Linked DNA regions of Mus musculus: all the other regions are linked to region 1. A link is a contact called in public Hi-C, promoter capture Hi-C and targeted proximity ligation data. All regions are on one chromosome and are shown on one strand. The core of a region is the stretch at or near the end of the contact, and the rest is flanking DNA. Distances in the headings are between cores, read along the strand shown.

The links. Promoter capture Hi-C pulls out the DNA fragments that hold promoters and counts their contacts. Hi-C and Micro-C count contacts between places; a contact is called where the count stands out from the background.
Region 2: a targeted proximity ligation map of embryonic stem cells shows a contact between it and region 1, with 6 times the contacts expected there. A contact is called at or near these places in 2 of 39 promoter capture datasets (the C10 cell line and cranial neural crest), 3 of 130 datasets of targeted methods (astrocytes, embryonic stem cells and large pre-B cells) and 1 of 9 other capture datasets (embryonic stem cells).
Region 3: a contact with region 1 is called in a promoter capture Hi-C map of erythroid cells, with 7 times the contacts expected there. A contact is called at or near these places in 6 of 39 promoter capture datasets (cranial neural crest, erythroid cells, hippocampal neurons and 2 more), 1 of 484 Hi-C or Micro-C datasets (B cells) and 3 of 130 datasets of targeted methods (embryonic forebrain, embryonic hindbrain and stem cell-derived stembryo).
Region 4: a promoter capture Hi-C map of second pharyngeal arch cranial neural crest shows a contact between it and region 1. A contact is called at or near these places in 6 of 39 promoter capture datasets (the 3T3-L1 cell line, cranial neural crest, frontonasal cranial neural crest and 3 more) and 1 of 9 other capture datasets (pancreatic islet).
Region 5: a contact with region 1 is called in a promoter capture Hi-C map of stem cell-derived epiblast-like cells, with 4 times the contacts expected there. A contact is called at or near these places in 1 of 39 promoter capture datasets (stem cell-derived epiblast-like cells) and 1 of 130 datasets of targeted methods (embryonic stem cells).
Region 6: a contact with region 1 is called in a targeted proximity ligation map of astrocytes, with 2.4 times the contacts expected there. A contact is called at or near these places in 6 of 39 promoter capture datasets (the C10 cell line, cranial neural crest, hippocampal neurons and 3 more) and 2 of 130 datasets of targeted methods (astrocytes and large pre-B cells).
Region 7: a contact with region 1 is called in a Hi-C map of pro-B cells, with 6 times the contacts expected there. A contact is called at or near these places in 10 of 39 promoter capture datasets (the 3T3-L1 cell line, the C10 cell line, the HPC-7 cell line and 6 more), 1 of 484 Hi-C or Micro-C datasets (pro-B cells) and 1 of 130 datasets of targeted methods (pancreatic cancer cells).

The regions. Positions count from the first base shown.
Region 1 is chr19:8,837,473-8,841,236 of GRCm38.p6, forward strand. It overlaps Gng3 (guanine nucleotide binding protein (G protein), gamma 3), which reads right to left and starts at 1,774. Exons shown (of 3, transcript NM_010316.3): 1 at 1,519-1,774; 2 at 1,082-1,181; 3 at 1-799. The coding sequence starts at 1,180. The coding sequence ends at 671. Bscl2 (Berardinelli-Seip congenital lipodystrophy 2 (seipin)) reads left to right here. Exons shown (of 12, transcript NM_001136064.3): 1 at 1-392; 2 at 2,104-2,312; 3 at 3,636-3,764. The coding sequence starts at 2,238.
Region 2 is chr19:6,986,047-6,989,810 of GRCm38.p6, forward strand. Vegfb (vascular endothelial growth factor B) reads right to left here and starts at 1,605. Exons shown (of 7, transcript NM_001185164.1): 1 at 1,306-1,605; 2 at 728-770; 3 at 244-440; 4 at 1-48. The coding sequence starts at 1,365. It overlaps Dnajc4 (DnaJ heat shock protein family (Hsp40) member C4), which reads right to left. Exons shown (of 7, transcript NM_001357001.1): 4 at 3,635-3,764; 5 at 3,377-3,541; 6 at 2,143-2,229; 7 at 1,865-2,062. The coding sequence ends at 1,951.
Region 3 is chr19:10,575,332-10,579,095 of GRCm38.p6, forward strand. It overlaps Cyb561a3 (cytochrome b561 family, member A3), which reads left to right and starts at 1,826. Exons shown (of 8, transcript NM_201351.2): 1 at 1,826-2,752; 2 at 3,651-3,743. It overlaps Tmem138 (transmembrane protein 138), which reads right to left and starts at 2,055. Exons shown (of 5, transcript NM_028411.4): 1 at 1,753-2,055; 2 at 1-180. The coding sequence starts at 36.
Region 4 is chr19:10,553,610-10,557,373 of GRCm38.p6, forward strand. Tmem216 (transmembrane protein 216) reads right to left here and starts at 2,154. Exons shown (of 5, transcript NM_001277860.1): 1 at 2,104-2,154; 2 at 1,454-1,555; 3 at 920-1,012. The coding sequence starts at 2,116.
Region 5 is chr19:7,266,468-7,270,231 of GRCm38.p6, forward strand. Rcor2 (REST corepressor 2) reads left to right here and starts at 1,812. Exons shown (of 12, transcript NM_001320554.1): 1 at 1,812-2,621; 2 at 3,298-3,354; 3 at 3,634-3,714. The coding sequence starts at 2,495.
Region 6 is chr19:10,180,891-10,184,654 of GRCm38.p6, forward strand. Fads1 (fatty acid desaturase 1) reads left to right here and starts at 1,998. Exons shown (of 12, transcript NM_146094.2): 1 at 1,998-2,374. The coding sequence starts at 2,162.
Region 7 is chr19:10,039,519-10,043,282 of GRCm38.p6, forward strand. It overlaps Fads3 (fatty acid desaturase 3), which reads left to right and starts at 2,030. Exons shown (of 12, transcript NM_021890.3): 1 at 2,030-2,438. The coding sequence starts at 2,214.

The DNA.
Region 1 (3,764 bases), core at 524-3,023:
CCATCTTGGGCATTGGCTGCCGCGCCGAGTCGCCCTGTCCCGCCCCACGGCCTCTCGGGCCACCTCCCCCCGGGGCTGCTGTCCCTGGGCCTGCGGAAACCCACCCTGCTCGCCCTTGTGTGGTTCTCGCCGCTTACGTTGCGCGCTCGTGTGAATGCTCCGCGGCTTCTGAGCGCTCGTTTTAACAACCCCCCACTGGGGGCGCTCGGGCACCTTATACTTTGCGATCTCCAATCCTTACAATGTCTAACGGGCTCGACTGGCCCTGTTCCCTGGATATGGCAAGTGTATCGATTAAGGATCCTCTTTCCCAAGAACGCTAACACAGACGTTGTCCTCTGAGGCTCTGAATGACTTTATTCTTCAAATGCCTTTACCTTTCATAGCTCCAGGTGAGCACCCGGGCATCCCCCTCTCCATTGCCTGAACGGATGGATCACCGAGGGAAACAGGCAGGATTTTGGCAGTTTAGCGGGGTCCCTTTATAGATAGAGTAGAAGGTGCTTGGAGTTAGCCTGAAAGGGTGAGGAGATGGGGTAGACATGGGTAAGGAGGGCCTTGTGCTTCAAATAATCTCCGGGTAAATGCGGGTAGAAGTGATCTACTACAATTTCCAATCTAAGGGCGGGTCTGGGAGGGGGCGATGAGTTCAGAGGAGGTCCACCGCTCTTCAGAGGAGCGCACAGAAGAACTTCTTCTCCCGGAAGGGGTTCTCGGAAGTGGGCACAGGAGTGATGAGGGGGTCCTCACAAGCGTGGGCATCACAGTATGTCATCAGGTCTGCTGCTGCCTTGGACACCTGGAACCCAGCCAGGAAGGGATACATTAACCAGAATTCCTGAAAGGGACTGCAGTTCTCTTCTCCAATAGACTATCTTTTTGTTTCTAGTGCCCTTTGAGACAGCCCTCTCCCCCAACGCCAGTCCTCGGGAACAACTTTGCTGACAAAGCCCAGTTTCTGCCACTGACCTCAGGGTGTCAAGAAAAGAAGCATCTTTTCTTGGGGGGAGGGGGGAGGGGAGGGTATTGCAAACCCACAGCTGAGCCCTGAAGGGCTGATGGGAGCCAGGGTCGCACCCACCTTTATCCGGCACAAGCTGGCCTCAATCTTAAGCTGTTCCACCATCTTGCGTGCTTGACCAATACTCATAGTGCTGTTAACGGGGGTCTCCCCTTTCATCCTGGAGTAAAGACAGTCAGCTGAAACACTCAGCTCTTCACAACCACACACCTGGGATTGTGCCCCCATTCTCCAGTGGCCATCCCAGGTTTTTTTTTCTTTCTTTTTTTTTTTTTTTTTTAAGTAGGGAGAATGGAGAAGATAAAATGAAATATTCTCCTAACCCCTGGGTCCTGGTCATCAAATTATACAAACGATTTAAGGATTTTAAGTCTTTGAGCCAAATATGTTACCAGCAATGAAAGCCTCAGTCAGAAAGAGCCCCACCCTGATGAAATCACATCAGCCACCTGTCCCCCCTCAAGCCCTGAAGAGAAAAAAAGCTGCTTTCTACTCACCTGAAGTAACAGCAGCGGCAGCCAGGGATGTAGGGTCAGTGGGGAGGGGGCACCAAACCCTGCCTCAGATAGGTGCCCCACCCTGCCAGGACTTGGAGCTAAAAATATCCGTAGCACTGACAGTTAATGCAGAGAAGGTCACTAGAGATGCTCAGACGAGATCCTTGGAGGGGTGGTCTCAGTCTCCACAGCTTAAGTTCTGCCCAGATGGCTGGTACCTGAAGGATGAAGGATGCTAGAAGGAGCTGCTGATTCTGGCGCATACCAACTGCCTGGACAGTGGGGGAGTCAGTCTGCTGTTTGCATCCCCTGTGCACACCCTCACTGCTGCTCTCTCACTACCTGCCCCTGCCATTGTACAAGTCCTTAGTCTAAACTAGATAGCTCCCCAAAGGGCCTGAGGCAGAAGCAGGCTCCCCTCTCAAATGGGGTGGTCTGGGCCTGTGACAGCCCCTGCATTAGAGTCTGTCCCCACTGCGGAAGACCCTGCTCATTTGAAAGTCTGACATCAGCTGGGCTGCTGCTCCCCCACCCCCACCCCCACCCTGACACAGCACTTAGCACCTGAATCTTGGTTTCTTTCAGTGACCCACCGTTCTTCAGAGCTAGGAAAATGTAACACTCTACAGGTGATCAGCTTCTAGATCACCACTTTCTACCACGTGAGTGACGCGAGCTGGGAGACCCAGAGGTAACCCATCAGGAAGATAGCTAAAGAAATGATACATCAAAGAAGAGAAGCTGGGGCAAGAGAGACATGCAGAGACCAGATCAAAGGATCAGACAAAGACGAGGTAAGGCACCTTGCCACGAGAGTTAGTGTGAATGTTGTGAACACAGGTGGGCTTCTCGGAGTGGGGAGTAGGGTGGCAAGAGTTGGCACTGGGGAAATAGGGAATCGATTGGAAATTTTTCATGTAATTTGAGTGGATTACTACTATTCAAAAAGATGTGCATTGGCCTTGCCTCCTGGAGGACGTTATCCAGACGATGCCACCATCAGAAATCTAGTCTCATGGTTTTTTGTAGGGATTTTGAGGTTGGCTGCATCACGTGGGTCACAGAAGGTCAATCACGCAGCATAAAAACTGGAGACTGAAAGGGGTTGAAATGCCGCCACGCTTGACTAGCGGACGGCACCATCTGCGCACACAACACACAAGATTCAGATTCTGGCAGGGTGCAAGGCTCTCTGAGCTCCAGTTGGACTCCTACAGGCCCAAGGAACTCTACTGAATTTACAAAAAACAAACAAACAAAACAAAACAAAACAAAATCAGCATTTATTTCACACCTCCATTCAATCACACTGAAAAGACAGGTGGTAAAGGTATGGGCAGAGGGTTGTGGTTGAGGCCTGGAAAGGAGGACCAAGGAGTCCCAGACTGCGTTGGAGATTATAATGGGTCCTTTGGTCACTTAACTAAAGTGTAATGGGCAGAGACACTGGGGAGCAAAGCATTTTACAGGCTCTGCCCTCTATGCAAGGCTCAGCCCCTGTAGGCGATTGACAGTTGGGCGGGGCTTCCTCGGCAGCCGGAACTGCCTTCTGTATATTGCCTGGGCAGCGAGAGGCCGGTGAGTCTGCCTCGCCGCGGTGGCGATCTGGTGTACACCGCATTACCCCAGGGGTGGGCGCCGCAGCGTCGGCCACAGGGTGCTGTGCGGGGGTAGGGGTCACTTCCTCCGTGAGCGAGCACAGGTCCAGGCAGAGGAAAGAAACTCTTGGGAGGCAATTTTGACTGCTCTAAGGCTGCTGGCTTTGAGCCAGACTGGCCGGCTGTGCAACCTTAGGCAAGTCACTCACCTCCTTGCAAACCTCTGGCATTTTGGATCCATGTCATCTGGGTTTCGAGAGAGATTTAAAGGCCTCGTTCTCTGTACGTTATACTTCTGTGAATGTATCAAGGAGGTTTGTCCCAGGCTCCCGAAACTGGAGGAAGAGGCTGGAAGCACACTCAGTGGAGGGAGGTGAAGGAGTAATTGGAAGAGAAGCGCATGTGAAGCAATGACTTTGCTTTGCCCTGCTACCTCTAGTTTTCAAAGCCAGTTGAATAAGCTTTTTTGTCTCCAGCTACCCTGGAAAAGAAACTGTCTTTTCCCTTCTCTTTCTCCAGGAACCTTCAGCTGCCCTATCCCATGGCCAAGGGTATCGTCCCTGTGGAAGACCAGCCAGGAACTCAAAGCCTGAGGCTGGGGCCAGACCCCCTGCTGTCCCCATCATGGTCAATGACCCACCAGTCCCC
Region 2 (3,764 bases), core at 355-2,854, 1.9 Mb before region 1:
CAGGGACATCTCCCCCAGCTGACTGCTCGGGTACTGGATCATGAGGATCTGTGCTCAGGAGAACGAGGAAGAGACAGTGAGTGGTGGGGGGCAGGGCCAGAAAAAGACAGAGGAAGGGGATACTAGATAGGCTAGAGAAAGAATGACCAGAAATTCCCACCTCCAGCACGCCCCTCCCTGGGTTGGCCCAGCCCATAGGACATCACTGTCCCATCAACACACCTGACCCATAGGCCCTGGTACCTGCATTCGGACTTGGTGTTGCCCAGTGGGCACACATTCCAGGCCATCGTCAGGGCAGCAGCCACCACAGCGCTGCACAGTCACACAGCTGGGCACTAGTTGTTTGACCACATTGCCCATGAGTTCCATGCTCAGAGGCACCACCACCTCCCTGGGCTGGCATGTGGCACGTGCATAAACGTCTATCCATGGCACCACTGTGGGCAGACCCAGATGGATTAAGTTCTTATCAGGTCTCCTGAAGCTCCTCTGAGCATGTAGCCTCTCTGATACCCTATCACCACCACCCCAACCATCTTTTAAACCTGTCTTTCTCTGCCTTGTTTCTCAAGAAATGATTAAGCCCTCTGCCTCAGTTTCTTCCTCTATGGAATGGTATCGCCCAAAGGAGTTGGGATCACGCAAGATAAGGGATATGAAATCAGAGCAAGTGCTAACCCCTCTTAGTACTGGCTGGTGGCAAGTTATTGTTAACTATTATTACCTTTCTTCTGGTGGCTGGGGCCATCAAACTGGGACACAGGGGCCTGTGGGAAAGAAGATACCTGGGCCCAAGATGCACTCTAAAAGGGCTGGCCCTGTGGCTATGTAAGGGCTCCGTCCTTGAGTCAGGCTTCTGCGCCTTTCTGACACCTTTCCAGATTTATTCTGTTCCCAAGACCTTGGTTCTAATTTTTCTTGTATACTCAGACATCTGGTACTTTCCCTGGCCCAAGACCCACCAGGCATACTCTGGGAATGGTACTAAAGCCCAAGCCTTAGCGCTGGGCTTGTTTTAGGTCAGGAGCCAGGATAGTGGGAGACAAACGAGGTTCGGAGGGCACGGAGGCAGCTCCGCCCTACAACCGCCCAGGGGATGGGGTGAGGTGGGGGAGTGGCCCCAGGGGCATGGGCTAGGACTAGCGGGCCTTCGCCAAGGGGCACCTCTTAAGGGATATTCCCGGTTTGAACTGAGGATCCCCTCGACAGAGGTAGCAGGCGCCTCCCCACTTCCGCCAACCTTGAGAGGGCACCGCGGGCGGGCGGGCGAGCTAGCGAGCGGGATGTCGCGGACGCACGTACCTGGGTGCGAGCCAGCTGCAGCAGTGCAACAAGCAGCAGGCGACGGAGCAGGGGGCTCATGGTGCCCGCGGGGGGCGAGCGCCGGGAGCGCCCGCATGGCCCTAGCCCGGCGGCGTGGGGGGCGGCGGCAGCCAGAGCCCCATGGCGCGGGCCCGGGGACCCGGGGCGGGGCGCAGGGGGCGGCTCCTCCGCGGCCCCCTCCCGAGCCCTGGGCGCAGGCAGCGCAACGCAGCGCCGCAGCGACGGCCTGAGGAACAAGACAGGCAGGCGGCCTGTAGTGGCGGCGGTGGTGGCCGGGACGGCGGGCAACGGGGACGGCGGGGGGTGGCAGGGGGCCTGGCCGGGGCTGGCGGGCAAGAGGCTCATGTGACCTAAACACGCGCTCCCCACCGGGCCGCGGGCGGAGGCGGGGCGGGGGCGGAGCCGGTCCCCTCCAAACGCCCCCTCCCGCCGCTGCAGGGGAAAGGGGACACACCGCCCTGGAGGCCGAGCTCCGGGGGTCGCTGCCTCACGAGGGGAGGGGTGAGGAGATGCGTGACCTGAAGGACCGAATCGGACAGGCGTCTGAAAATGAGTTTATTGCACGTGTAGTTCTGGACAGGCAGCAGGGAGAGGACCAATGAAGGTCCCATTTAGTTAAGCCTCTCAGGGGCTTGTGTCCTGGGGCATGATCCTGGAGCTTTCTGGAGGCAGGGAGGGTTCTGCCCGAGGCTGCTGCCTCTGCTGGCGCTCCTGCTGAATCCTGGCTCTGTTGGCCCTGGAAAGAAAAACAGGATCAGGACAGACATCCTGGAGGGTGGTGCTGAAGCAGGAAGCAAAGTCAGAGCAGTGACAGACCTGGCCCTGGCCCGAGTGTCATTGTAGATGGCTGTAATGATCCGGTCCTTTTCATCCATGAAGCTGCGATGCACCTGCTCCAGCTTCCTGTGAAGGAATTGCAGTTAACTCCGAGTCTCCGAACTCTGGTGTCCCTCAAACCCTGGTCCTTGACCAGGTTCTAGCATCTCTCACACAACTTTACATCTCTCTCTATAACAGACACCAAGTGGCCCAAGTCCCAGAACTAGGTGGCACCCTAAGTCACTGGCTGTCCTGTGAAGAAGGTTGGTGAAACAGCTCTGAAATCAGGTTGCCTCTCCCAGAAGACTAGAAAGGGGGCATATTTAGGTAATCTCCATTGCTAGATACTACGGACAATGGGCTCCATCCTTTGGGTTTCTATGCCACAGAAAACTGGTATGACAGCATGCATTCGAGTGTATGGTGAGGTCCTGGCAGCTACCATGGACTGTCACTGTTATACGGCACTTGTCCTTCCTCGCTCTTTCTTTCTTTTCTTTTATTTTTTTTTATGGTTTTTTGAGACAGGTTTTCTCTGTATAGCCTTGGCTGTCCTGGAACTCACTTTGTAGACCAGGCTGGCCTCGAACTCAGAAATCCACCTGCCTTTGCCCCCCAAGTGCTGGGATTAAAGGCGTGCACCACCACTGCCTGGCCCTCTTTCTTTCTATATTGAGACACAGTTTAATGTAGCCTAGGCTAGCCTCAAACTCCATATGTAACCAAAGATGACCCTGAACTTAAAAAATTTGCAAAAAAAAAAAAAAAAAAAATTGCTTGGTGGTGATGGTGCACTGACTTCGAGGCCAGCCTGGTCTACACAGGGAGTTCCAGGTCAGCCAGTTCTACACAAAGAAACCCTGTCTCAGAGAAACAAAACAAAACAAATCAAAACAAAACAAAAAGGAAAAACCGCCCTCATTTACGCAGTGCTAGGAGAGAACCCCTGGGTTTTGACCGTGTGTGGTTTTTTGAGTATGGTTTCAGGTGGCTCCAGCTCACCAACAAGCAGCATCAAAGATTAACATTCAAGCTATGAGAAACAGAAAACGACTCTAGCCCTGTGTGCAGATCTGCCTTTACTCAGAAAGGCAGGGCTCCAATTCTTGATTTCACAAAGTTCTTAGCTTGAGAGAGACAAAGTATGCAGGTCATAGGCTGCAGTGGCTGGCTGGCCTCAGCACGCTTGACCCACCCTCTACCCAGTATCCCAGGAAGCATGGGGAGGCACCTGAAGGCAACATAGTGCAGGCCCATGCCTGCCACCATGAGCAGGAGGCAGTACCCCAGGACCCGCTGGTTGTGTTTACGCTGCTGCTTCCTTGACTCCGGCCCCTGCGGCCTCACACTGTGGAACTGGGCCCAGTATTGAGCGTTGGGGGGTTCCCAGGAGCTGCTGAAGAGCAAAAGAAGGACAATGGAAAGCCGGGGCTCTCTCCCGGAAAGACTTGAGGGTAAGAGCAGCAGTGTCAGGACTGCTGTACTATACCTGTGTGTCTGTTGCGTATACTTAGGCTCGGCTGTGCTCCCTGAAGACTTTGGAGGACTGGCTGAATGCAGCTGGTGGTCATAGTTACGACGACTTTCCTCACGACTGAGCACTCGATATGCCTCATTCA
Region 3 (3,764 bases), core at 576-3,075, 1.7 Mb after region 1:
GGAGAGCACCAGGCTGTAGTTACCGGTCTGGAGCATCTTCTGCCTGATTTGTGGGACTCCCAAGGGTACATTCCACAGTTCCGAAGAAAATGACTACTGGTTTTCTCTCTGCCCAGAACTCCAGGAGAGATGTTTAGTTTTTCCAAATCGGAGCTGTTTCCTTGGCTCTAATGCAAGGACCTGTTTGGAGGGGAAAGAGGTAAGAAAGGGAGGAAGGGCAAGGAAGGCAATATTAGAAGTCTAGCAATAAACATTGGTATGCAAAACACCATTCTAGGTGATCAGGGTATATTAGTTAAAACCAATTATCAAAACAAAAACCCAGCTAAAGCCAGGCATAGTGGCACACACCTATAATCACAATATTCAGGAACCTAAAACAGGAGGATTAAGAGTCTGAGGCCAGCTTGGGTTATGAGAGCCAAGATTCTTCACCAAACAAGACAAACCCAAACCCATCCCAACTCCACCCCACTGCACCATAACTTGTCATTCATTCTAGAGACTCATTAACAGCAAATTTTTCTCCATGTCTGGATCCTTCTTAATGCATGGCGCTTTTTTTTTTTTTTTTGGAACCAGATCTTGCTATGTAGCCCAAGCTCATCTTAACTTCTTGATCCTCCTGCCCTGATCCTCAGGGTAAACCCTGAGAGCCTGTTCTACAGGAATTTACCCACACCTGACAAATACACAACTCTAACCAAGAATATTTAGGGTTACTACAGAGCAGTGACAGCCTGGTCACATAATAGTAGTAATGGTAGTAAATAAAACCCTTATATATTTCATGCAACACTCTAGGAACTGTTTCAATCACAGATGTTATTAAAATCTTATAATAACCTCATAAGGTAGAAAATCAATTCTTATTTCCCTCAATTCCTAGATGAGAAAACTGAGGCTCAGCAAAGGTAACTAATTAGACCAAGATTCCACAGCTGGTAGGTGGCAGAGTGGTATTCTAAGAGGCACTATACAACCAGCCTATTTCATAATTTATAGAGTGCTATCTAAGTAGGTGAGAAATATGTCCTCATAGAAATGGACAGTGTCACATACAGAAGGAGTTGAGAAGACAAAGTACTCTCCTAGAGGAACTTTATAAAGGTTATGACAGAAACACTGAGGCAGCAAGTGAGGGGAGCATATTTATAACTTTACTTGATCCCTGGACTTGAAAAGCAGCCATTTTAGTGCATATAACCCTCATTTTGCAAAGGTTCTGAGGGGTCCGGAACCCGTCCACCTTCCGCGGTGGAAAAGCCCCGTGGTTTTCTTTTCTTTTCTTTCTCTCTCTCTCTCTCTCTCTCTCTCTCTCTCTCTCTTTAAATATATGAATGTAACTTCTCTGGGCTTGAGTTTTCACACAATATCTCTCTAGGTACCAGCGCCATGATAATCTTGTTAACCAAGAGAATTTACTTTAATCCTCATAACAATCTGCAAGGTAGGAAAGAATTATCCCCTGGCTATAGGCAAGGACGCATAAATAGAGTCATTTCCTCCAGCTCGCAAATGAGTAGAGTCAAACGCACCACTTGGTAAGGCTCTACCAAGGGCATCCGTTAGGCAGAAACGCCCCTCGCTCTGGCTACGCGGTCGAGCACCCTCCAGTTTAACACGGTTTTCCTCACCAGTCCCAATCCGCTCACAGACCGAAAGGCCTCGGCAAAAGACTCATAGCAAAAGCAATAGCAACACAAAATTCTGACTTCCAGCCACTCTATGATCCCCAGCATCTACACGCACCTCAAGGAACCGACGTCGGTTGTCATGGGAACACTCGCTCGGCTTCCGGAAGCTGGCTTTAAATTCCGGAAGTAGATTGCTAATTGCCCGCCATGTTAGGGTCTTTGCTTTCTCAGGCTCTCCCTGTGACCGGTTCTTCTATCTTGCCTCGCTGAGGGCCGACCCTAGCGTGAGGTTGTTAACCCCAGCATTTCACCTGTCTCTGGACGGGGTCTGTGGTTAGAGACAAGGCTGATAGGACGCAGCGCTCCTAGGAATCGGACCGCTCAGGAACGCGCCCCTTAGCTTGCAAACCCCATTTCCCAGACGCCCCAGCTCACCCCCGGAAGTGGCCGAGCCTATAAAAATCTCACTTAGCGCCCTCTGTAGCGGATGCCGTGGTCTGCAGACTTGCTGGAAAGTCAGTTCTCCGAGGTTCAAGAGGAGCCTAGGGAGTGGCAGCTCTCGCTGACCGGCGGGTCCCAGAGACCTGCCCCCAAGGTGTCCCACTGTGTGGCTAAGGGTGGGATAGAACCCGGGCTGGGAGAGCCGGGTTATGGGTTCCAGTGGTGGTTCCGCCGCTTCCTTGCTTCGCTCTGTCTTACCTCGGCGTTCAGCCTATTTTTCCTCGTAAGAATTGGACACTTTTCCGTGCCCCTTCCATACCGCAGGTGGTGTTCGTAGAGGCTCTCACGCTTTTCAAAAGGCGTCTCATCTAAGACTTGCTAGAACCAACCTGACTAAAGGAGTCACCGTCATACCCCCCTTGCACCTGGAGTAAATCTGACTGTCCGAAGGACGAAGGACCGGTCTGTGAGCACTTGTGCTAAGGTGGACTTTATTCACACTCCTGAGTGGAATATTATTTGTCACTCACTCCTGAGTCCTGCCGTTTGGAGGGGCTGCCTTTGGAAATGAGTTCTGGGAACTGAACACAGGAACTGGGTGCCTGTACCAGGCTTGCCATTTGCCTGACCGAGTTACTCTTCTTTGGATCCCGGCGCTGCAGTACTTTTGAATTGTAAGATGCAGGTTTATAGGATTTGCACTCTAAATCTGGTCCCCAGAATTCTTAGTGTCCCTCCGTCTTTGAGGAGGAAACAACTAACTCTGCCCTTTGGTCTTTTTGTTTGTAGCTCTAACTTCTAAAAGTAACTGTGTTTGGAGTACAGCCTTTTCCTGAGAGTAATGGAAGGTTCACTTCTTAACCCAGGGACTGATTCTGTTTTAGCTCAGCCTATGAGAATCCTTTAGCCAGTGAATTGAGGAAAACATTAAATAGAGGTTCGGTACACTTCTTAAATCAAGGTAGATAAACTACACCCCATACATCTAACCCTGAGTGGCTTTTACATATTTAAACTATTGGGGCAGAGGGATCATATTGTGTGAAATGTGAAAATCATGTAAAACTTAGACATCAGTGTCTGTGGTGTTAACGAGGCACAGCCATGCTCATTTGTTGAGATACCCTTCCTGGCTACTCTTATATTACACCAGCCAAGAATGAATATAGTTGTGACAGAGGCTTCAAGCCCAAACAGCCTAAAGAGTCTGTGGACTCCCTCCTTGAGCATGGGGCTCAGCCAAGCAAGGACAGGAGACCCGGCAGTGGTGAGCATGTCTGGTGTCTTAGTACAAACTGCTCTCTCAGTGCAAGTGAGAGCGTAGTCTCAGCCTTTGCCTGCGTTCTTTTCCTTGCTTTTGCTATTTTAGGAAAAGAGAGGGCTTATTTGTGAACTGTAGACAGCAATGTAACTAACTTTCCGGCCTTCTGTCAGAAAAGTGTCCCATCTGTTCTAAGCCTGTGGCAAAGTGCTAGTCCAGGACTTGTAACTGGAGTGATGCGGGTTGGTTTGGAATGTTTTGCCTTTCCTTTTCATCAAATGTGTCTGTATGTGAATGTTATGTGTATGCAGGTTCCTGTGAAGGCCAGAAGTAGGTATTTGGTCCCTTGGAGCTGTGAGCTGATGTAGGTGCTGGGAACTCAGCTGTGGTGTGCTGCAAGACCAGTATGTACTCTCTTAACTTCT
Region 4 (3,764 bases), core at 904-3,403, 1.7 Mb after region 1:
TAGCCTAAGACCTTCTTCTGACCTCTGTGGGCACCAGACATACATGTAGTATACAGGCATACATACAGGCAAAATATCCATCGGCATAAAATAATGACTTTTAATTAAAAAATATGTATATCACAAGCCAAATATGGATACTGTACTGTATAAATCTTTCTGACTAATGCCAATATATAAAAAAAAATTTTTTTACCTTATTTTTCTTGCTTTTCTTTACTAGGTTTGAGCACATTGGCAAGTGTTGTTATTGTTTTGGTGTTTTGTTTTATTTTTTTAGCTAGGATCTATTTAAGATCTATTTAACTACGCATCCCTGTCTGCACTGGAATTCATTATGTCTAATTGAATGCATAGCCATCCCCTTGTCTCTGCCAGAGGGTACTGGGATTAAAGGCATGTGCCACCATGCTCACCTTAGCAAGGTTTTTGGTCCTCTATAATGACTTTTGTGAATTGACTGTTAGTATCCCTTACCATTCTCTCCCTTAGGTTTGTATTTTCGCACTAGGATGATATATTCTAAGTAATCAGCAGTTTTGCTCTGTTCTCTGGTGTCTAGGAACTTCTAGAGAAATCCTTGTTTAGAGAAGCGGAGGGGATCTTGAGCTCTTTAGGAATGTACTGCTTTCCTCTCTCAGAGCAAGGAGAAGACGCAGGCACTCTTGTGGCACTCAGGCAGCTGGGAGGACTGGTCTAAGATCAGTGCTACTGCCCGCTTCTAGCCTCACTCACAAACACACAGGTAAACCTTGACCTAGAATATGAAGCGGCAGCTTGAAGCCTCAGGGAAGAAGCAATGGTATATACATTACCAGATCCACTCTGATAGTGAGCCTAGGTTCTTTGTCTTGTTAATCAAGTTACAGGCTCCAGCATGTCTCATAAGCAATGGAAATATTTTCTGAACAACACTCACCGAAAAACAATCGTATGACTTCAATGCCAAGATAGAGCAGCAGCATCACCACATCCAGGACTAAGTTGGCTGTTGGGTACGGCAACAGGAGCCCTACAGGAGGGAAAGCCAGAGTATGCACACACCACCTAGCTAACGGTCAGCCCCACGGCCCCACAAGGATGGACGGCCACAAACCCGGGACAAGGATACCAACCAGTCTTAACATCTCACAAATCAGCAAGGTATAGATTGTTACAGCTACAGGCTTTAAGTTTCCAAGTCCTGACTCTGCCAAATGACTGAATTATAATGGTACACAGATCTGAATATTTTAGTAAAGAGAGATGGGGAAAGAGTTGGGATGGAGAAACCCACATTTCTCAAACTCAAGTCTTGCTGAAAGACATCCTATTTGATCATTCTAAAGCCATTAGTTGGAGAGACTTCTGCCTTGCAATGGAGATGCCGCTAGGACCAGAAGATAGAAGGTTCTTGGAGTATGCTAAAGTGGAAAAGGGTTGCTGGGGCAGAGGCAGATAGGCCCAGGCTTACCTTTGTACAGGAAAATAAGGAGCTCCAGCAGGAAATAGGTAGCATAGTACCACCCATTCAGAAAGAACAGGACTTCCAGGGGGGTTGAGGACAATCTTTTATCTGAAAGAAAGCAAAACAAAGAATGGGCAGGGCAGCTAGAGCTCTACTCTGTTCTGTGTGAAGGTTCTTTGTAATCCGGAGAAATCACAAGATTATTGTGAATGAGGGAGAAACTTCTGATTGCTAATGACGTGAGTGTTGGTGTGGCAGGAACTGCCTTCAATCTCCTTTCTCAGGAATCACTTTGACATCTACTTCTCTGACAATTCAGCTATAATCACAGCTGAGAGGCACCTCAAATATTCAACCCTGTCACTTCTGAGGGGGAAATTGAGGCACAGAAACTAATTCTGTCCAAGGCGGGAGGATTCATAACTGAGCCATCCCAGAATAGGGCCAGCCGGGGATTTTTAAGAGTACGGTATTCGAGTACCCATGCAGGCACTCGGGGTGATCAGAACAACCCAAGCCCGATTTAGACAAGTGAAGAGTAAGACCCCGACTTTTAGAAATGGAGGATTAGGTCGAGCTCTGGAGACAGAGAGGTGGAGGGGGCTGGCAGGTACCCGTGGGATAAGGGGCAGAGACACACACCTCCAGAGTCTCACCTCGCGGCGCCATGTTCAGTCCCCATGGAAACTGCGTACACTGCAGCGCCCGGAGCAATGCGGCGCTGCCGGAAGCGCGGCACCGAGCCGCCCGGTCTTCTGGCCGCTCTGCCTGCCGGTGCTACTCTATGGTTACCCCACCGGCCGCGCCCATGCACAGAACAGCGCCAGCCGTCAACCACCTACAGTGGTCTAGGGGGAGGATGGGGTTTTAAACGACGGCAGAGAGACCAGAACACTTCTCCAGCTGAACTCTCTCCATCCCCGGCGTCATGGCGTAGGTCGTTAGTGGCCCGGTGTGGCCGAGTAGTTGGAGGATCGGCCCTGCGCCCACCATTCTCTTTTCTACTGCATGTGTTTTTTTTAAAAACACCCCATGCCACTGTCGTGCAAAAGGCTTACCTGGAGCCTATGTAAACACCAAAACCGTTGAAGATAGAATGTCCTTTCTAGGAGTACAAGGGAAAACAGCGGTGCTATAATGAGATTCTCCTGCGACCCAAAGAGTGCAAGGGTGTTGAAAGGAGACAGCGTCTGGCCAGTTGGAAATTGAGAAATGTTTCCAACAAGCTTGCGCTATGAACGAACCCTGGCCGCAATTTGAAGCAAGAGCGTGTTGTTGCAGGCAGGGGGTGAAAGAGTAAGATTTCTGAAAAGACTCCAGCTGTCAGCCCTTAGAGTATGGCAGTCAGTCAACAAATAACGGGAGAGAGTAAGTAACCTGTAATGAAAGTGCTATTTCCCTACCTAGTAGGAGTGTGGATAAAGGCAGTAATTGTTGCTTCTCAAAGCAGGTCCTCACTCCGGGAGAATAATTTAAGTAGAAGCCTCCCTCCATCACTCCCCACCTCCACCTCTGCTCTCCTTCCTCCTTCACTTCTGCTTGTGCCTTCCACTGCCTTATTCAGGTCTGGTTTAGTTTGGCTAGACAGGTCTCCTATGTAGGCTAGGCAGGCCTCAAATTCTCCTGCCTCTGCTTCCCGTCCAGTACAGGGGTTTCAAGTGGGTGTCACAATGTTCTGGCAGGTCTTAAATGGAATTCTAAGTTCCCACTAAAGGACCACGGCAAGGTGAGGTGATGGAGAAAGCCCTGGTCCCTGCACCCCATCTGAACTACCTTCATACACACCCCTGCTCTGAGTCTCAGAGGAAAGGAGGGTGGACCAGTTGCTTGTTTTTGTAAATTATGGGTCTTAAATCACTCTGCCTAAACATTTTGATATTGTATACACATATAGTTCTCATGCTACAGTGAAAAGTTTACCCATTGTCAACAGAGATGATATAATCTATAGCCTTAATATCACCTGGTTGGTTAAGAAAATGATGCTGTTTCATGTCAGGATGCCACAACAGCATAGGTACCAAAAGTGGACACAGACTAAGTCAGTAACCTGCAGGAACCTTAGAATATGCAGCTGGGTCTCCTGCCCTCTGGGGTCTAACCCAAAGCTTGGGGCTGCTAAGCAAACACTCCCCACTGGGCTTTATCTATAGCCGTGCTCTTACACACTTTTCTTTAGTAAGCCACAAATAAAACTCAGCCCCAGGCTGGAGAGACGGCTCAGTGGTTAAGAGCACTGACTGCTCTTCCTGAGGTCCTGAGTTCAATTCCCAGAAACCACATGGTGGCTCACAACTATCTGTGATAGGATCTGATG
Region 5 (3,764 bases), core at 562-3,061, 1.6 Mb before region 1:
AGAAGGGAAGCCTGTGGCTTGGGATCCTCTTTAGGCCTTGTGCTGGCACACCTGGGGCAGCCCTGGAGGACGGAAACAAGAACTAAGCTTGATGCTTGAGGTCTTGGGGTCTTGGCCCGGGATCCTAGGTTCTCCTATGGAAGGAGGCAAGTGGAGGAGGGGGGACCCAATAGAAGCCTTGCCTAATGGGTGCCAGAAGCAAGAAAGACGCCATCATAGGAGAGTGTGGTGTGCACAATGGTTGCTAGCTAGGCAAAGGGATAGAAACAGGAGCACCTCACTACAAGGTACAGGTATTGGGGACAGGTCTGGCTCCCTGCCACTCATTTCTAGGGGCCACTGGAAGTCGCTTTGCCTCTTGGTACAGACCCCTTCAGCTCAGATTGCCTCTGGTTCATTTTTTCTTTCTTTCTTTCTTTCTTTGTCCCAGATCTCCCCACCCTGAGGCTTGGTGCCCAGCTCATGATTTAAGGGGAGGAAAAAAGGCCCCATAACCTTGGCCCAAGGTGTGGCGGGCAACGTGGCCGCTGACTGGGTGGCCCTATGTGGCCGGACAGTGCTGAAGTCGGGCGGGGTCGTGTCTGACTCTGCCAGCCGCAGGCAAAGAGCCCCCAGGAACAGGATGCCCCAGCCAGGTCGTGGCCTGACCACAGGACCCAGGCCGGTCGGCCACAGCCAGTGGGTAGGGGCAGGGATCCCCGGTTGGGGCCAGGGCTGCTTCTAAATTTAGGAATCTGATTACAGAGTGGCCAAGGAAGGGAAGGGAGAGGAGGGTGCGCGTGCAGGCTCGGCTCGATCTGGGCATAGCGGGTGTGCCCGGGTAGAGGCGTGTCCAGGAGTCCGGGCTCCCCGTGGGAGGGACAGCGGGCGGGGGCTTCGGCCTGTGTGAGCTGCAGCACGTGCCCCAGGCGGCGGGGACGGGCACAGGCGCAGCTCACAGGCTTCGAGCTGCTGCCGGTGAGTGCGCTGGCTCTTTGTGTGCCTGGCAGGGTGGCTGGGTCTGGCTTTGAAAGTCTCTGCCCACCCCCTCCCCCAACTCCGTCTGTGCCTCCCAACCCGCTTCCCTGTCTGTCACTCTGCCTGTGCCTGTCCGGGGGGAGGGGGGATGCTGCTTCCAGCTGGGGTGACAGTGAACCCAGTGAGGAGCTCGCCCCTTTCAGCCCAGAACTTGCCCTATTACCTTTCATACTCATTCCTCAATCTTTGATACTACTGTTTTGGGTGCAGACTGCAGCAGTTGAAAGACACTAGGGTGACCCCTGGGGACCCACAGACCTAGCAGAAGTCAGGTTCTAGCCCAGTGGCTCTTATAGAAATTCATCTTGCGCCTGTCCGGCCTCCCATCCGCTTTGGCCCCCAAGGGCGCATGAAGGGGGGGATCCCCCTGCGGAAGGGGGGGCAGGGAGTTCCTTGGCAGGAAGGGAAATGGAAGGAAAAGCTGGGCTCCACCCGGGCGGTCGGACAGGCGGCCTCAGGGCCCCCGGGGCAGGCCACAGTAACCAGAGCCCAGTAGTGTGTGGAACCGGTGTGCTTGTGGGTGGGGCTGACCCCGGGCTTCTCCTGGGGGGCACTGGGGTCTACCCAAAAGGGCCAAGTCTGAGAACTCAGAGACACCAAGGGTGCTCCCTGGGGGGGGTACGTGCGCCCCATTCCGGTCCTGACCCCACCCCCTGGAGGTCTAGCCCCGGCCCCAGGCCCCGCCCCCCGGGCCCTCCCTCCCACCCCAGGGCCAGATGTTCAGCTGGCGGAGGCATCGGCTGGGGGAGGGGTGCTGAGGCCGCAGCCGGCACTACTTCCCTGCCAGCAGCTTCATTGTGTGCGCGAGGAGCGAGCGGCGGCGGAGAGCGGGCGAGCGAGCGGCGGTAGCGCGAGCGCGGCGGGGCGAGCGAGCGCGCCGGGGAGGGTGCGAGGCGGCGCCCGCGGCTGCGCTCCGCCCGCCTCCCGGCAACTCTGCTCCAGCGCCGCACGCCGTGCGCGCCGTCCTGCCGCCGGGGCTCCAGCCGGCTGGCGTGGTTGCCGTGGGGTCGGGTCGGGCAGGGTTACCTCCGTTGGGGATCGGGGCATCCTCAGCGCAGCCGAGGGGCGCGGAGTCAGCTGCGGCGGCCACTGCGCGGTAGCCCTTGCTGGCCAAACAGCGTGGGCAGGCGCGCGGCGCGGCTCCGGGGCTCCCCGAGGGCAACGCGCCCCGACTCTCCCCGGGGGAGAACCAGCCCCGAGGGGCGCACGGAGCGAGCGTGCCCCCGGCCGCGCCGTCTCCCCCGTACCCCCACTTCACAAACTTTTCTGCCGTCCTCGCCCGTGGGGGTCGCAGTGAGCGTTAGGGCTGCCCTCCGGGGCCCCGACCTCCCGGACCCTAGCCACGCTGACCTCCTGCCTCTCGTAGCCTCAGTGGCGACCCCTCCAGGCCGGGCCAGGCGCAGCACTCGAGGCAAGCGCGGCAAGCTCCTGCGCTCTCCAAAGGATCCCGTGCCCCTCGGGGCTGCCGGGTAGGGTAATGCCCTCAGTAATGGAGAAGCCCAGTGCGGGCTCCGGGATCTTGTCCCGAAGTCGGGCCAAGACGGCACCCAACGGCGGACAGCCACACTCGGAGGATGACAGCAGCGAGGAGGAGCACTCTCATGGTGAGCCTGGTGGCCTAGGGTTAAAGGCGCGCTGGTCCGGGGAGGGATCATGGAAGGTGGAGGAGGGGGGGGGGAGAGTTGCGAACCACAGATGGTTTCTGCCGCTCCTGGATTGCAACCTCAGCCTTCTCGTGCCTGGTGTTGCCGGCACAGGAAATCTACAGGCTGGGCCCTTGACCACCCACCTCCCCTTTGCCCTCAGTCGTTGAGGGAGCTTAGGATGCCTCTCTTGGATGGATTGGGTCCTCATACCTTGCAGCCTTGCAGGGGACTGAGGTCTGATTGGACCAGGTACTGGGAAGATACCTCTATGCGGAGCTGTGAAGCTCATGTGGTGGGGAGGAGCCCCGAGCTCTCTGCAAGGCTGTGGTCCAGATCTAGGGGCAGCCCTCCAAGCTCCCACCCCCAGTTAGAACAAAGCACTTTGCTCTAGCCTGGGCTTTAAAAGTGTCCTCTTAACCTCCCCTTCCCCCCATGGCCATGACTAGGCAGGGTATGACTCTCCTAGTACCTTCTATCGGAGGGTAGCTGGGGGGCACTATCAAGGAAAAGTGAGTCTCCTGTATGGTGGGGGTCCCTGAGTGGTCAGGAAGGAGAACTCCAGATCAGCTACCTCCCCTCACTATATCCTCCCCCTACTTCCCTGGAGTCTTGACTGCCTCCCCTGGCTCCACAGACAGCATGATCCGAGTTGGAACCAATTACCAAGCAGTAATTCCGGAGTGCAAGCCTGGTGAGTGGCAGGACAGACATGGAGGGAGGGAGGGCGGCAGGGAGGGGTGGAGGCTGATGGCTTGGCCTACAGCCCCACCTGGGAACTCTTGGCTGGCTCCTGCTTGAGGGACAGGCGGTGGGCGGGGTGGGTGGCCCCGTGGCACTGTTACTTTTCCTGCTCTGCCTTCCTGTCTGGGTCTCAGCTCCTCCTTCCCTTCTGGGCCTCACCTCCTCGCTTGACTGTGTTGCTCAGTGGTCTCCTGTTTCTGTGAGTGCCTAATTCTGCTCATCCTTTCAGAGAGCCCTGCACGCTATAGCAACAAGGAGCTGAAGGGAATGCTGGTGTGGTCCCCCAACCACTGTGTATCAGATGCCAAACGTGAGTGCGCTGGGCCCAGGTCACGTTCAGTCTCAGGAACAGGGTTTTAG
Region 6 (3,764 bases), core at 748-3,247, 1.3 Mb after region 1:
AGCATTAATTGTTCAAAACATGTGATAAAGGGACAGCAAGGCCGCTTAGCAGGTAAAGGTACTTCCTAGAAGCCTGATGACCTGAGTTTAGTCCCCAACACCCACATGATAGAAGGAGAGAATAGACTCCCGCAGGTTTGTCTTCTGATATCTACATATAGGCTGTGGCATGTATGGTTTTTTTCCACTGACACACACAGGTAAATACTCTAAATAAATAAATAAATAAATAAATAAATAAATAAAATTAAAAGATTTTAAGTAGTAAGATATAAGATAAATTTTTCATATAAAATTAATACTTCTTATGCCAGAATGGTTTAGCACCATTATCAAGAACGGGAAACTGAGGCTGAGGAATGTCCGTGCAGACAGTTTAGTTCTCACACTTAGCCAGAGCAAGAGCGAAACTCCAAGGAGAATAGAGATGTTTTGTTCCCAGTAAAGTTCCCTATTGCAGAAAGACCCACAATACACAGAATTGTTAGAGAACAGGCTCTGTGCCACAGTTGGCAAACGGCGCTCTAAAGAAGCTCATGCTTCCAGAAATAGAGATTGCTAGATTCACCAGTCTACACACTGCTGGTGTAACCACTGCTGAGGCTGTCACACAAACTTCACGATTGATTGCGTCCTACTGTCTCCTGACAATTAAGGCCACTAAACCTGTATAATTCTAATTAATATAGTGAAACACAGTGGTGCTTGCCTATGATTACAGCACTTGGGAGGCCAAAGCAGGGCGATCATTGCAACTTCGAAGCTAATCTGTTCATCACAGTGAGTTCCAGATCAGCCAGGGCTACTGCTTCCAGGGACAAAAATAACAACAAAACACAATACGAAACTAAGATCACTAGAAATAGAAAATGCTAAAGCTAATTGCAAATGTTAAACTACATACAAAGAAGGCAAGGCTGGCCTTTCTTCGTTTTATTTTTGTTTTAAAATCGTTTTTAAAATTGCATTTATTTATTTATTTACGTGTGTGTGTGTGTGTGTGTGCTGCCATGAATTGCAGGCAATGTAGGCTAGAAGAAAAACTTGTGGAAGTCAGTACTCTCCTTCCATCTTGTGGGTCCCAGGGATCCATTTCAGGTCACTGGGTTTTGCATCAGGCAACTGTTCCTCCTGAACCATAGAGCTATCATTAGTATTGTTATCATCATCATCATCACCACCACCATCATCATCATCATCACATTTTAGTTAGTGCATGTGTGTGTGTGCATGCGTGCATGTGTTAATTGTGTGTGTGTGTTCCTAAGTACTATATTCTTGTAAGTCAAAAGTGACGGCCAATCATAGCAGACAAGACTTCTGTTAGCGTTGGGCTATCACGTGAGCAAAAGCCTGGAACTGTAGCCAATCAGTCTCTTTCTTTATGTTAGTCCTCTTTCTTTCCACACATGCTAACTGCCCACCTTGCTAGGAAGGGGGATCTCTGAACGGCTACTGGGTCAGGATGCTGTTTTGTTTGCTAAAGCCACTGTGTTTAATTTGTCACGTGTTTCCTAGGGGCAGGAAATTGACAGAACGTTTGCCTTAGCACAATCTGCTGTATGAAACAGAACGTGGAAAGCAGTGCCTGTAAACCCAGAACTCAGGAGAGTCAGAGGTTCAAGGTCATTCTCAGCTACACAGTGAGTCTGGGGCCGGCCTGAGCAACATGAGAACTGTTTTCTTTTCTATATGTTCACACCAAGCTTCTATGCGCCCTTGGGACCTCCGCCTTAGCTACATCAAGCTGTGACGCACTCAAAGGAACCGTTATCCTATCAATCCCTACCATGCTCAATAAAAAAATAAATAAATAAATTCCGAAGTGGAATAGCCTGGAGACCACTTTCAGGCCCCGCGAGGGGGCGCGTCTCTGCCGCTGGAAGTAGCCTGAGTCTCTCCGGGGAGTGGGGAGTCTGTCTTTGCTACCCGAGAGAGGCGGAGCTCGCGCCCCACGCCACTCGGCTCAGCCAATGGGAGCTCGCGCCGCGGGGCTCGGCGGTCCGCGCCAAGGGTGCTGAAAACCCTGCGCGCGAACGGCGGTCTCCGGGCGCGCGCTCGAGGCAGCCCGACGCTCCCCTAGTTCGCGAGCCTGGCGTGCGCTGCCCCGCGGCCCGGAGCGCGCACCTCTCAGACTCCAGCTTCCCCCGCCAAGCTTGCTATGGCTCCCGACCCGGTGCCGACCCCTGGCCCGGCCTCCGCCCAGCTCCGCCAAACGCGCTACTTTACTTGGGAGGAGGTGGCGCAGCGCTCCGGGCGGGAGAAGGAGCGATGGCTCGTGATCGACCGGAAGGTGTACAACATCAGCGACTTCAGCCGCCGCCACCCGGGGGGCTCCCGGGTCATCAGCCACTACGCGGGTCAGGATGCCACGGTGAGAGCGGACAATAGGCGCATCTGCACCTCGGGGAGGGACATTGGCGGGGAGAGAGGCCTTTGAACCCGGGATGCAAGCGCCTGAGAGACCGGAGCGGTAGACGGTGGCCGGAGACACGCACACTCAAACAAAGGGCTGGTTGCACATCCGTGCTTTGCCTCTGGAGTCTCAAGCATGGGTTGGATAGGAGGGAATGAGCTTTCCAGGCACCCGTTCAACGGTACTTGCAACCTCCGGTGGTGGGAGGAGGAGTCTGAGCAGAGAGTGGGAGTCGCGTCCTGTCTGCCAGGCTAGGAGGGTGAACACAGCCTTGTCTGACCTAGAGAACTGGCCCTAAGTTGGGATTCGGAGCGGAAAGGAAGTGGGAAAGGACTGCTTGCGCTAGGGATGACACTGAGGACCCGGTGCTTGGGCATCACCTGTACATTGTGAAGCCCGGAGGGTAGGGTAATGAACCTGAGCCGGTCCAAGACAGCTTGCAGTTGGAGTCGTAAAACTGTACTCGGATTCTTAGTGCGAGGTCACTTGGGCCAGGGAGGTCGACTATTGAGGGAATAGGGCTCCCGCGCGATTAGACACTTCGCGGGGTCGCGTCCCTTTTCCGTTGTAGCTTACTGAAGGAAGAGTCAGTACGAACCCCAGCTTCTGTCTAGTGGCCCTGTTTTCTCTTTTTAGACCATATCCTCCCTCAGAGGCGAGGGCCGGACTAGGAATGACTTAGGACAGAGCATTCTTTGACAGGATTGTCATCTGTTGGGTCTCTACATTTGGGTCCATCTCCCTTTTAACTACCTAATGCCATCCCTCCGACCTCTTACTCCTTGTCTGCCAGTCTAACGTGCTCCCGGGGTCCTCAGGGTTCCTATTAAGTTGCCCATGAAGTTAGAGGTGGAGGGCCTTAGCGACCAGGCTAGAAGGAGCCGGTTTCTAGAAGTAACCACCCAGAATCCAAACAGCAGTGCATTCCTATACCGGTTCATGAAAGGATGGAGCAGACCCGCTCCGTCTAGGCTTCCCATTCTGTGTGGCTTGGGGGCCTAGGATTTCATGGCAAGGACAGCGATTGGTCTGGATGTGTGGTGCCACTGACCACGGACTCCACCTCCGCTTACAGCTTTTTTTCCCTAAGGCCCTCCCACCCACCTTGTATAACCCATATTAACTATTCCGGAGCGGGAATGGTCAGAATGTTGAGGGAAATAGGGAACCCTGCCCAAAGGAGGAAGAAATGTGAAGAGTTCCCCAGCGCTGGCATAGGTAGGGAGTCTTCCTCACAACAGAAGCTGGCTAAGAAAGAAAGGGACATGTTGAAAGTACTGTAGGAACAAAAACCTCATAGCCCCACCTATTCCCGCAAGCTGCTTCTCTCCTGTGCTAAATTCCTACA
Region 7 (3,764 bases), core at 780-3,279, 1.2 Mb after region 1:
CCACCTGTAGACTCCATGCTGGACTGAAATGGCCAGAGAAGGCAGCATAGTTAGGGCCTATCCTTGGTTTATCTCCCAAGTCTGCCCAGCCTCCACTTTGGTGTCCACCCCTAACTGCCTCCCATACCTGAGGCCAAGATCCCAGGGAAGGAGCCCTTGAATGGCTCTTGAGCCAGCCACATCTTACTGAGCGAGAGGTGTGAGAATGAATCAAGGCCACACCCTATGAGCATCCAAGTTTGGATACAATAGGTGTATTCCCTGGGAAGCATAGGCTTTCTCTATCCCAGTCCTCACTGTGACCATGTGGGGGCAGCAGTACCTGCCATCCTCTTTGGCCAGGGCTCCTGTATCCCCAGGTGTGAAGAAGAAAACATGTTCCAGGATTTTGAAGAGCCTTCATAGAAAGGGATTGAACAGCTCCTGTTTGTGGCAATATCTTGGGCTCGTTGGTCCTGGCTAAGCAAAGCAAGAGTTCCTCAAACTAGAGAGAACCAAGAGGCTCCTTTCTTCAAGCTCTGGTCTGCCTGTGATACACGTCATGGATTTTCCTTCTCTCTGAGTTCTGCAGCCTAAGATGGAACAGGAGTAGATTGGACATGTTCAGAAAAGAATTCTGGAAGTTTCCCAAATGTAAGACTGGACTGTGACACCCTCCTCACTCTCCATGGAGGCAGTGTGTACGTAGGCTGCCCCTGATGTCACCTCTCCTCATCTCACAGGTCCCAGGTATCTAACCAACATTCTTTAGAGTATTGCTCGCCTCTGCTTTCCTCCTTGTCCTGTGTATTTAGGCCTGTAATAGTTGCATCTGGAGTGAATGCTTTCAGCCTTTTTTAGTCTTATTGTTCCCTAAACAATGCAGTGAACAATTATTTATAGAGCATTTACATCACATTAGACATTATTAAGAATTCAGAGCTGACTTAAAGTGTATGAGGGGATATGTGAAGGTTACATGCATATACTGGTTTTTTGTAGGCAAGAAACACAGGTTGGTTTTGTTATCCACAGGGGTGCCTTAGAGGTCAGGTCACCTACAAATCCTTAGGTAGACCAAGAGGAAATGTTTGCACATTGGAAAAAATACACTTTAAGGTTCTGAAAAGATTTGCTCCCAACAAACAGGTCTGCCTCACCTTTCTGCCCTGAGTCACACTAGGGTGGTGTGCGGGAGTCTGTTTTAACTAGCCCTCAAGGAAATTCTGATGGACCTTCAAGTTTGCCAGTTGTGAAAGCTTTTAACTTTTAAGGAACTGATGTCTGTCTCAAAGAAACATCGTACAATTGGGAACGTAGTTACACTCTCAAGAGGATTTGAATTTAATAAGTCAAAAATGTGACACCATGAATGGGGAGAACTGGGAGGTGGTGACAAGCAAGCCACCCATTGCAGACTGGACCATTCTTTCATCTCCTGAACGGCAGACCTCCACGCAGCAGTGTCCTCTGCTCCTCCTCCAGTGGCCAACCTGGGCATCCCCAATCCTGCGTACAGCCAGGAGGAGAGGCCATCTGCTCCTGCAGATTGCTTTAGATGGCTTCCTCGCGTGGATATTGAGGGTTTACTGGGGGATGAGGTCCATTGTTTGGTGGCTGTTGACAGTCACCCCAAGGTAGTGTCCTCATTTCTAGCTACCTGGGATGCCTGGTTAAAGACCGGTGACGTCCCTAACTACATTTCTCAGCCTTTCAGGGCTCAGACTTGGGCTCATTTCGGGCCCCTGCGGGTGTGCCTGGGCGCAGCGGCCTGCAGGACTCCCGTGCGCGCTGGGTCCCCATCCCCCGCCTTCTCAGTTGAGCCGAGAGTCCGAGAAACTGGGGGGGGGGGGGGGCAGTGCCCCGGGGGCAGTGCCGGGCGTGGTGGCCCCAGGCCCTCGAGGGTGGGGCAAGCCCCTTCGCGACACCGCCCTCCCCGGGCAGCCAATAGATGTGGAGGCGCCGCGCCTGGATTGGAGCGAGAGCGGGACTGGCCAGCGCGGGGGCCGGGACGAGGGGCGGGCGAGGCGAGCGCTGTCAGCGCGGTTATAAGGGAGGGAAAAGTTCCCTGCGCGGAGAGCCGGGCAGGCGCACGCTCTTACGGCGGCCGCAGCGGCAGGGCGGGGCCGGTGGGGCGGGCGGAGGAAGACCCCTGATTGCCACCTCGCCTCCCTCAGTGTCTCTCTTAGACCTTGGTCACGTACCGGGGTCCGGAGGACTTGTGTACAGCGGCAATGGGCGGTGTCGGGGAGCCCGGAGGGGGACCCGGGCCGCGGGAGGGGCCCGCACCGCTGGGGGCGCCCCTACCCATCTTCCGCTGGGAGCAGATCCGCCAGCATGACCTACCAGGCGACAAGTGGCTGGTCATCGAGCGCCGTGTCTACGACATCAGCCGCTGGGCACAGCGGCACCCAGGGGGTAGCCGCCTCATCGGCCACCACGGTGCGGAGGACGCCACGGTAAGCTAACCCACAGCCGGCGGGGTGGAGCCTGGCACTAGCGGTGGAGAGGGAGACGTTGTTCATAGGCTTGGCGTCTCATTCCACCTGCGGACCTTAGCATCCTTTTTGCTCTTTCTGACCTTTGACCCCTTCCCTGGCTCCAGAGTTGAGATGGAGCCTGAGGGAAGGAGGTCTCTTTCTTTCACGGAGGATGGGCTGTTTGGGTCAGTCTGTGGAATAAATAGATCTCAGGGAAGAATGGGCCCCCAGAGGTGGGTGTGCCGTGAGGGGCAGATTCTGCCCCAGGTAAGTACCCTCACTGTTGTACTGAGGGTTTCTTTTCTGCTCTGAGTGTCACAGACTATTTTCTGGTGCTTCCAAGAGCCTGGGGCAGGGCTGGGTCCCTAGCGATAGGGACGTGCCATCAGAAACTGGGGGCTGGGCAGCAGAGCTTGGGCAGGGCCTGGAGGTCTGTGGCTTATCCAGCACTTGTGTAGACTGTTCTGAGGGCCAGTGACTCACCTCTGCTGGGCTGGCAGCTACACGTGGGAAGACTTTGCCAGGCTGGGTGGGCCTCCACGGGAAGCACAGTCACCCCAGTCACCGACTAGCCCCTGGGGACTCTGGCTTCCCATTCTCAGTCCGTGTCTAGACAAGAAGGGATGGAACTGGCCTGAAGGACTATCTGGCTAGAGCCCAGTGGTGAAGCAATTTCCCAGACCCTTCCTCCTTCAGTCCCACTCCATGGACAAAGGTTGAGGCCATGGTGCTCTGCCCTCGACTATCCAAAATTGTAGGTTAGTCACATTGGGTACCCGGAAGGTCTTTAAGACTGGAGGGAATGATTCTCTAGTGGAAGAACTTGGTGGCAGCAGAGGAGGTTCTCTGTGTCCCAGGACTGTCATTGTCCCTCTCCTCCCGGATTCACTCCAGGCAACTGAGAGGGATAAGAATGAGACAATTCCTGAAAATCATCAACCTGTGGGCCAGTGTGTGTGTGTGTGTGTGTGTGTGTGTGTGTGTGTGTGAGCCTTCCTTCTTTCTACCAGAGCATGATGGGCATGAGGTGCCACAGCCCCTCCCACTGAGCCCTGGCAGTCCTGTGAGGATCGTGTTGTAGCGTAGGACAGAATGCTGGGCAGGAGAGGAGGACAACAGAGAGCACTGACTGCTTTTTCTTGCTCAGGGCCAGCCAGGAGGCCCCTCCTACATGGGATTTCTAACTTTATATTTAGCTCAGTGCCCCGAGACCTCCATCTAATGGTTTTGCTCCAGCCACCATTTTGATTCACAGCCAGTAAGGTCTGTAAAGAAAACATCACTCTACATCTTGTAGTAGGGTTC